Linked DNA regions of Oryzias latipes: region 1 is linked to region 2. The links are chromatin contacts, called in public Hi-C maps. All regions are on one chromosome and are shown on one strand. Each heading gives the region's core, a stretch centred on a gene start, on an enhancer-like site or on the middle of the called end of the contact. The rest is flanking DNA. Distances are from core to core; before and after follow the strand shown.

What was found. Hi-C and Micro-C count contacts between places; a contact is called where the count stands out from the background.
Region 1: a Hi-C map of embryo shows a contact between it and region 2, with 1.9 times the contacts expected there. The contact joins the promoter of LOC101163242 here to the promoter of LOC101173216 in region 2. A contact is called at or near these places in 4 of 5 Hi-C or Micro-C datasets (embryo and fibroblasts).

Annotation. Positions count from the first base shown.
Region 1 is chr5:6,626,618-6,631,486 of ASM223467v1, reverse strand. It overlaps LOC101163242, which reads left to right and starts at 1,710. Exons shown (of 11, transcript XM_004068598.4): 1 at 1,710-1,957; 2 at 3,322-3,511; 3 at 3,603-3,694; 4 at 3,785-4,017. The coding sequence starts at 1,942.
Region 2 is chr5:6,332,648-6,337,696 of ASM223467v1, reverse strand. It overlaps LOC101173216 (forkhead box protein P1-B), which reads right to left and starts at 3,499. Exons shown (of 20, transcript XM_023954813.1): 1 at 3,352-3,499; 2 at 727-781.

The sequences.
Region 1 (4,869 bases), core at 461-2,960, 300 kb before region 2:
CGGTCGGGAGGGAGTACACCAGCGACACTTTGGCATCTTCTGTGGGATAGAGGCTTGATTGTTGGCGCAAAAACAAATTACACTGCATAAAGAAGCCCACACATTGCTCGGGGTCCACATTGAATTTGTTCGGAAGCGCCATTCTCTGTCCCGCTGTGTAAGTGAGAGTTGCTCTAGGCGCGCTGCCTGTGGCGGTCGCTGATGACTGAGCAACCGGAGGAGCAGATGTGTTGCTGACAGGCGGGTTGATTTGCAGCTGTGACAGCAGTTGCAGAGGTTAGATGATGGACCGTGCTCCAGCAGCAAAGTAGCAAACCCCGCCGGGTTCGTCGAGCTAGGAACTCCTGCTGCTGGAACCACGTTTGTCAAAGTATTCTGTCTCAGGAACAGGCAGACGGTTTGATCCAAGTGCAGCAGGTTTATTAGCACAACTAAAAGTCCACAAAGCTAAATTAGGGTCAGGCAGGCAGAGGTCAAAGCAGGTATGAGATCATTAGAGGAGAAACAGGGTAGTCAAGATCCAGGTGAGAGTCGGGGCAGGTGTCAGGCAAACGGAGTCAGAAACAGGGTCAGAAGACAGAAAAAGATCCAAATATAACGATAAGTGACATTTGTTAGATATTTTTATGAGGTTCATTGCAAGATTTCTCTTTTTTGGGGGTTACTGAAGCATAATGTTTTGAACTGTCAAGCACTCATGCAGAATTCAAAAATATTGAATAAACAACAACAAAAAACAGTTTATTTAGACTAAAAGTTATACCAATTAATGGACAGGTTGTAGTCTGTAGATCAGGGGTGTCCAGACATTTTGCAAAGAGGGCTGGATTTGGTGAGGTGAAAATGTGTGAGAGCCAACCATTTTTGACATGAAACAGAAAATGATTTTAATACATTTTTACCCAAATTTCTGTTAATTCTGTTTAAAGACCAAAAATATAAAAAGTCTCTCTAGAAAAAAATCTTTAGAAAAACAAACTCAGGGTTCATATGAAATGTTGCACATTATTCCCTGTTAAAAATTCACCGTAAACTTACAGAAATAAATCATGAGAACGGGAAAATGACACAAATAGTTCTCTATTACTCAGAAATAGTTCTCTTACTCAGAACCAGTGCGGTTTTGATCAGAGAACAAACAGATCTGTACCTTTGGTTTAGCCCTTGAGGCCCTGAAGGTCAAGCAGCCACAGGTTGCTGCCAGATTTAAAAACGGCTTATGACATAGTTTAGCCAATCACAATCAAGAAATCGAAAGTGCTGTGGGCCACATAGGCTTATTGATTTATGACAGGACCCTGGAGACCAGCAGAAATTTGAACAGAGCTGCATTTGACCCGTGGGCAGGACTTTGGACATGTAAATTTTTTTCACCAGCCTCACCAACTCATAAGAAATCAATCCTACCATGATATGAACGTTTTATTATGAAAAAAAACAAACAAAGCATCTTCAGATCATCTTTTTTCCCTGGTATTTTATTTAATCCAATCAGAAATATCTGCAGGGTTTCAGGAAGTGGGTAATCAGACCTTTCATTCTGTCTTTCTGTCGTTTCAGCCTAAACTTCCATGATCATGCAGTGAAAGGAACAGGCTCAGGGCCTCTCTCTGTCTGTCTCCTTCAGTCCACAGTCAACAGAAGTAGCTGCACTTCAGCTGCATGAAGGGTTAACCACATGCTGCTTCACGAACAACCGAAGGCTATAACTGCTCGTTGTGCAACTTTGCCAGATTTATAAAAGAGGTCCCGGTGGCACGCGCGTAGCGTTCACGTGTCACATGCAGTTGAATAAGGGTCGCCTTCACGTGTTGCATATGACTCCTCCTCGCTGGGCGCCTCGGTTCCTGTGATATAACCGGAACCCCGCTGCAGCTCCTCTCTGCACGTATTCCCGTCGTGAGTGCCAGCTGCGGAACCGGCACGCCCATCTCTGCAAGCATGGCTCTAGTGAAAGGTAAGACCAGTACTCCATAAATAGTCCGTAATGGTGAGGGTTAGACAGGGCTGCCTCGCGTGACTGTAGTGTCCTCCGTGGTCCTTAAAGAAGCTTCTGCCGACCACACACAACTCAGGCTGACACAGGAGCTTTGCTGTCACTCCGAGTTGGTAAACCACAGTGGACGTCAAGTCTGAATGTGTAAATTGTAGTAAAACGTGCAAACATTTGTTTACATACCAAAGAGCATGATTCCCCCCAAATAAGGCTGCTCCCGCCGGTAACAACCGTTCACTGCACTGTCTATCTATCTATCTATCTATCTATCTATCTATCTATCTATCTATCTATCTATCTATCTATCTATCTATCTATCTATCTATCTATCTATCTATCTATCTATCTATCTATCTATCTATCTATCTATCTATCTACAGATACAGTATGTGTGTATACATATGTATATTTTTTATTTCAGGCATAGATAAAAAAAACAATAACAAAGAGACATTTTATAGTTAACCATAGTTTTCGTAATCTGGTTCTGATCAGACAGATCCTTTTCAAGTATCAAAATGAAGTGCTTAATGATTGATTATTTTCAGAAAACATTCATTCATAATTTCAGCGAACAGCAACATCAATCACACACCATGTAACAGAAATGTACTGCTCTTTGGTAATAATCAGAATACAATTTCATTAAATCCAGATATCATTGCTACACATTGCAGATCAAGTTATAAAGTAGCAAATACGAGTGCTTATTGAGCATTCTCACAAAGTATTCTTATATCTTTTCAGTAGACATTAATGATTTAAACTTTAGGTAACCGTTATGTAATAATCATTGATTATCAATAGAACAAAGGATCACATTAACCAGTGATTATTGCTACGCACTAAAAGAGCTTTGATTATTTTACCATAATCAAGTTCACACATGTATTTGGAGTCATTCAAACACCTTTTGATCCTTAACTCCTCTTATCTTCATATCGTGAAATCATATTTTCCTTTATATATTTGCGATTTATTGTGCAGGCCTAATATATATAAATATATATCCGTTTTATATAATATTCATTTTGTCCCTTTCGCGGCCACTGGTGGGCGAAGGCAGGATATACCCTGGACAGGTTGCCAGTCTAACATCACTGCTGTCTCTAGTAAAAAAGACATGCATATAGCAAATATACTATGAAACTATGATAAATAGAAATAATTATGCTTCAATCTGTGAAATTTTGGTCTTGATTTGTGAATTAAATTCAATCACCACTGAAGCAACAATCCACCAGTCAGAGACATAGCTAATTTACAGACTAGACCAAGCTGGTCTGAAATATATAACAGTACAGCAACCATCTTTTTCATCCCAGTTCCTGACACCCCCATGGAAGTGATTGTGGATTTGTTAACCAAAGCCAAGGACAAGGCTGTATCATGCAGCACTGTACCGGAGGAGTTGAAAGGTCATCTGCAGAAAGCTTTGGACATTGCCAGTGGACTGGATGTGTACTTGGAGAAGATGACAACACAGGAAAGTGAACCTTTAAGAGAGCTTTATGAGTATGACTTTTCCTTTCTTTCACAATAATATTTAAGTTTAAAATGACTATTTAAACAGTTAAATTGTTTGTGCATGCATTCTCTCTGATAGAAAGACAATGTCTCATGACTGGAATCAAGTGCACAAGGAGGGCAAGACAATTTTCCAACTTCCAAAAGAATGCATCACTGGACATGTTGAGGGTTAGACTTTCTGGAGTTCTGTGATATTACAGCTCCCCCCTTTGTTTAGTGTTTTGTTACTTCAGTTCTATTTGTGTGTCTCTTTGGCAGGTCAGACCCTTAAGATGTTGATCCACATGAGTCAAGCCAAGAGAGTCTTAGAGATTGGAATGTTCACTGGCTATGGAGCTTTGTCTATGGCTGAGGGGCTTCCTGATGACGGCCTCTTAATAGCCTGTGAGTTAGAACCATATCTCAAAGAGTTCGCTCAGCCCATTTTTGACAAGTCGCCACATGGCAAGAAGATTATTGTCAAATCAGGACCAGCCATGGACACTTTAAAGGCAAGCAAAAAAAATCTAAGTCAGACAAAATGAATGTTTAACATTGTCATTCATGTTTGAGTTTCTCTTTGTACATGCTTTAGTCACATAGTTCATTCTCAATAAATTCAATTGTCTGCAGGTCAAAATATTTTATCGCAACCAGAAGAAGGCAGCTGCAATCCCAGAGAGGCACTGCAAGATAAAACCCAAACCAGATTTTATATGCTAATCAATAGCTGCGGTTACATGGGGAAAAGTAAACGTAATAAATCCCTGATCAGAATAAAAATGCGTCATGTAAACACGCTGTTCTGAATACCGATCAGACTCTTTCGGATCAAAATTTCATTCCGTTCAAGTAAGATGGGTAATGCCGATTGTTGATCCAATCGTGGTGTGGGTAAACAATTTATTCCCATTGTGGGTCATTACTCCTCTGGCTTTTACTTCATGCATAGACTCCACAAAAGGCTTTGGAGTGCAAACAGGACCGTCCGGCTGCGCCACATGAGCGAACCATGTCTCTGAGCAGAGCAGCCGAACTTGTAGCCACGGGTTTGCGAGCAGAGGAAGGGTGTTCTGTTACGGTGAGCGCTCCGGAGGAGGCTTTGGACTGCAGTCTGTCCAGCTGCTCTGCGAGCTGCTGGACTCAGGAAAACCGTGTCTCCCAGTGGAATTGTGTCTCTGAGCAGAGAAACGGCTTTGGGACGATGTGTAAGCTGGCGGTGGCGGCTATTGAATGTAGAAATGCGCTCTGCACAGTCCTGAGAAACAGTGCAAACAATCATGTTAATCTTTGTTACTAATCGAGTCCAGACAAAATAAAGGCTGATGTTATCCCCACATATCTTTGTGCAGCCAAGGTGCACA
Region 2 (5,049 bases), core at 2,250-4,749:
AGGCTTCTGTGCTCAAACTGTGGTTATTTGTGGTTATTCAAATTGTGGCTTATTTTCAACAGAAAATGTAACTCCTCCAGAGAACTCACATTTTTGTTGACCAACAAATGGACGACAACAATATGGGAAATGGCTACATACTCAGACTGGAGAGAAGAAAGGATTTCCAAAAAGTTGGATAAAAAGTTCCCAAAGAAGTAGAAACACATCTTAATGAGTTTTCTCAAGGGGTTTTTCTTCACTATTCACTAACTTAACAGTCAATTAAAAAATGAAAATTGTTTTACAAATTACACTAATTTATTTACATATATATTAAAAGTTCAACATGTTTTTTTTAAATTATCTTTTATTTGCTGCCATGTGGCTTGCTGCATTCAATTTGTAAAAACCAAAAAACAGAAAAATATTATATGCAGTACTCACTTCTAATGTATTTAATGAACAATTCTACACGAATGTAGGAACCATCTATTAGAGCAAATCAAAAGATAGAGCCTGATATATTTGGGCTACATTTACAAAACAAAAGCAAAACAATGAATTTAGTCATTCCCAGTAAGTGGTTAGCATTACAAGCGGCTGCACGTCTTCAGCTGGCGGGTGGCTTTTCTGTTAGATTGCTTTCATTAGCAACAGAGGACGACAGAGGACGGCAGTCGACGGCTGCATGGGTTCACGGTAGTCAGCAGCATCACGCCGTAGGAGTGGGAACAGGGAGCTCACCTGAAGGCGTCTGCTCCCTGACCACACAGCCTTCCTGGCATGGAGGACAGTCTGCCTGTAGCAGCAGAGACAGAAAGTGTAAACATTCCTCTCTTCCTCGCCGATATTCAGACAACACAGAACACTAGAGCGTTTTCACATGACGGGTGTCATTTCGCCTCACGAGGAGTCATCAAAAGGTTAAAACCTCACACTTTTTCCTTTCACTTTTGTTGCTTGATGTAACTCCAAAATGTAAAGAAATGCTTTGAGACGGTTCGTCTCTGAAAGCTTGAAAACCCCTTAAAAATATGAAAGAAGTGAAACATGAAACCCAAAACAGTAGCTGCGCATTTTATTTATTTAATTACTAAGAAATAAGTGTTAAAAAAATGAAAGACTAGAAATCTAATAAAAATTAAAGTGTTAATCACTAAAAAGTGGTTGTCTTTCAGAGGAAAGCGGGGCACTCCTCACTACCAGCACAAGGTGTTTTAATGTGTGCTGGCAAATACTGAGCAGTGGGATGAAAGAGGGACGCTGGCTTTGCTGGTGAAGCTCTCACACTCGGTGCTCCGGTGAGGGATTATTTTCTTACCACTGAACCTCAGCTCTTCACAAATCACCCCAAGCTCTAGAACGTCAGAATGATTTCCTAAATCACACACATATGTGACATCGGTGCCTTTACATTCTTCTTAAAGTCTATATGATTAAAATACACCAAGGTGATTTTTTTTTTTTTTTGCAATCAAAAAAAAACCTTATATTTTCACTCAACGTGCCTGACAGAAGAGGGGAAAAAACAGCTATTCTTGTTCCTAAATGCACACTCAGGCGACAGTGCAAGTGTTCTTCTCCGTGACACGACTGCGTCTCAACCCTTATAGAACGGTTATGTCAAACGGCAGGCCTGCAAATATTGTAAAGAAAGCTCATCCTCTGTTTTAAAGGCTGGGTCAGCATTTGTGAAGGTCTATTTCTGCATAAGTGAGCACACAGAGCCCAGAGCCTGTTCAAATAGTCTGCCGCTCTCTCTCAGGCTGCTCATGACAACAGCCCAGCAGCAGCACTGTTTGATCTCCCGTGTTTTCCTTAATCTGGGTTGTCAAGGTTCGCTTGTTGGAGGCTGTTTACTTTCCTTCTACAAAAAGACACTTTTTTTTCTCTCTCTCTCTCTCTCCTCAGACAATGACTAATCCAAAGACCAAAAAGGAGGGAACACTGCCAGCAATAGTTTTTTAAAGCAGTATTGTTTATGTCACATGTGCCGTTTAAAGGAATTCTGTCACACAGTCTTTAAATTCTCCCTCTGCAAGAGGTTCAAGGGAGGAACAAATGTCACTCTCTATTTTATTTATTTATAAATAAAATAAATGAGATTTCATTCTAAAAAGCAGGAGCTTATTAAATCATTCCAAATTAATAATCCTTGACAAATGGGTGTAATTTATTATTTTTATTAGAATAGAAAAAAAACGTTATTGAGTCTACAAAAGAGGAATTACCTTGTTACCATTATAGCTCTATTTAAAAAAAAAGAAGAGCGATAATAAAAAACACTTTGTAAAAATAATAATTGTCCAGTTTCTCTGATGTGTTGACACCAAATATCTGAAATATATTTAGAAAAAACTAACAGATGCATATAAAATATATTTTACAGTGTTTATGCTCTGATAGTAAACGTTACACAATCTTCTCGCTGTTGCATCATAGTTTTGTTTTATTGAATTTTAATTTAAAAATTATAATTCACGAGCAAACATTTTGGACACATTTTTGCTTCGATGTAGATGAACTGAAACGTCTGTTTGTGGTGTTTAATGTTCACAACAGAAAAAAAAAGCGAGTATAGTGTAGAAGTCGCAGCGCGTTGTGTTGCTGAACGGCTTTGTGTAGACTAGAGAGCTAATCATGTTGTAATGAATTGAATATCCGTTTCAGTTGGGCTGCTGAGTCTGCTAAGGCGCACAGAAACAGCAGCCTCCGGCCGGAGGACACTTCCATGAACTGAAGAAAAGTCTTCAAAGTTCGGGAAAGCTCCATCCATCCATCCTTCAAGTTCAGGCAGAAACCTGCTAACAGGTGGAGAGAAGCTCCATCCCGGGACCGACAAATCACGGCGCTCACGCGCGCTCCCTCTAGTCGGTTCTTTTCTCCACTTTTTCCTAGAAGCTTCGAACTTTGTTGACCCTCCAGAGCCCCTGCGGGGATTTGCACCTTCCACCACCGCGTGTCTCAACGGTCTTTGCTGCTCTGAAACTTCTGCGGCGCCGCTGAAACTTCAACTCGTTTTTGTTTGTTTGTTTGTTTGCCCAGAACAGGCTGAAACTTTGAACGGCTCGTCTGCGTGTCTGTCTGCCGCCGCCGCTGAATGCCGCGCAGCCCCACGAGCCTCGGCCAAAACACGCGAGCGAGCACCGCCAGAAGAGCCAAACTTACCGTGGAGGAAAACGCTTCAGCAGGCTAACCGGCGCACGCGGACGGTACCGATGGCTAACCCGTGCACGCGAGTTCGCTACCAACATAAAACCACACCGTAAAAACACCGATATTACTCTGCCCGCGAAGGGGGGGGGGGGGGTCACTAACTATCTAACTAACTAACTAACTTGGCTCCAAGCAGTAGAAAGTGATGCTTACCAAGGGCGTCGAAAACGAAGCAAAAGTCGGAGTTTGACTGTCGCCGCGTGCCGCTCTGACTCACAGGCACGAGCGCCTTTTCTTAATGTTATTAGATTTTTACACGCGGAAAGAAGAAGAGGAAAAGGGAAGAATCGCGGGTTTGATGTTATTGTTTTGATGTCCAAACCTCTGACGTCACATCCACCTGCTTTGTAAACAACTTTCATCGCTCTGCAGGGACTTTGTGGAAACATCATTTACCCGAACAATTCCAATAAAAGTCCTAAATTACTTCTAGTTACGGAAAATGGGCTGATTTGAAATAGTTTTGTTACAAAGTTAGATAAGAAAGAAAAGACACACCTGTAAAGACTAAAGTGAAAGCGTGAACTAGGATATATTTAGAGAAAACCTTTTCTTTTTAACCACTGATTAATACAATCGTGTTAAATGCTAGAAAATAAAATGACAAAAGTGCTGTTTACGTCAGAAATCTGTTTTAAATTTACGGCCATAATCTAGAAAAACTCTTCTGTTCATCCCGCTGGTTTATGAACAGATTCTAAGGCCTGAACTGTCTGCAGGAAAGCAACAATAGTCTGCTTAATAGTATATTGTTTTCTCCTTCTTTTTGTTTGTTTGTTTTTGTTAGTTAGTTGTTGTTTTCGTTTGTTTTATTTTGTTTGTTTTTCTTCGTTTTTAAAAATATATTTTTCGTCACATATTATTTAGATGAACATCTTATCTTATTTCTATCATCTGTATTTGTCACAGCTGGAAGAGACGCCTGCTGCAGGAAATGCAGAAAGCCGGTTTGTTATTGGAGAGCGCCACCGTGTGGCTACTTGTCAGTATGGAAGACAAATTCCAAAATCCACTGAAACACTAAAACAGCGCATGTTGTTTCTGAACACTTTTAGTCTAAGTGGCAGAACCTTCACTTTTATTCGAATGTAACATTTATTTCATTACATTTAGTATTGGTCCGTCGGCATTCCACCAAATCTTTATTTTAAAAATATAATATTGTATTTTACACTCATATCTTCATAATGTATGCTTTGGTCGACATTTTATGTAGCGGGAAAAATAAATGACAATCAAGGCAAAACCAGGGAAACAGGGCACAACTACATGGAGTTCAGTGACCATTTCAGTGAAGAGAGCGGAGCCGCAAAGGTTACTATTGGTTAAAGATTACTTGTGTCATGGCTTGGCAGGTCTCTGCTCCTCTGTCTCCCCCCTCTGGTTGTTTCTGTTATTGCTGTCCTGTGGCTTCTTTCTGCCACTCTCCTGACACATCTGCATCAGGGGTGTCCAAACATTTAGTAAAGAAGGCGAGATTTGGTGAGCTTTAACTGTCTGAGGGCCAACCATTCAACTTAAACTATTTTAATAAGATTAAATGCAAATGAACAGTTAAAGGGCCTTTATCACACAGACTCAACTTTTTGCACGTTTAAGTGTATTATAATGTTAATTCGTCACAAAAATAACCCCAAAGTGGTATTTTGATCTATTCACACATTTCTGAGTATTCCTATAACCCTTGAGCTCTCTTAGATGACCCCACCCTTACTTTGACGTGTTCTCCCTACCATGACAAAGGTGGATAAAGGTGAAAAGATTTCATGTAATCCATGGACACCAGTGAAGATCACAAATCATTGAAGAAAAAAGGTTCAGTGCACTGTTTAGTGGGTCAAGATGACCCAA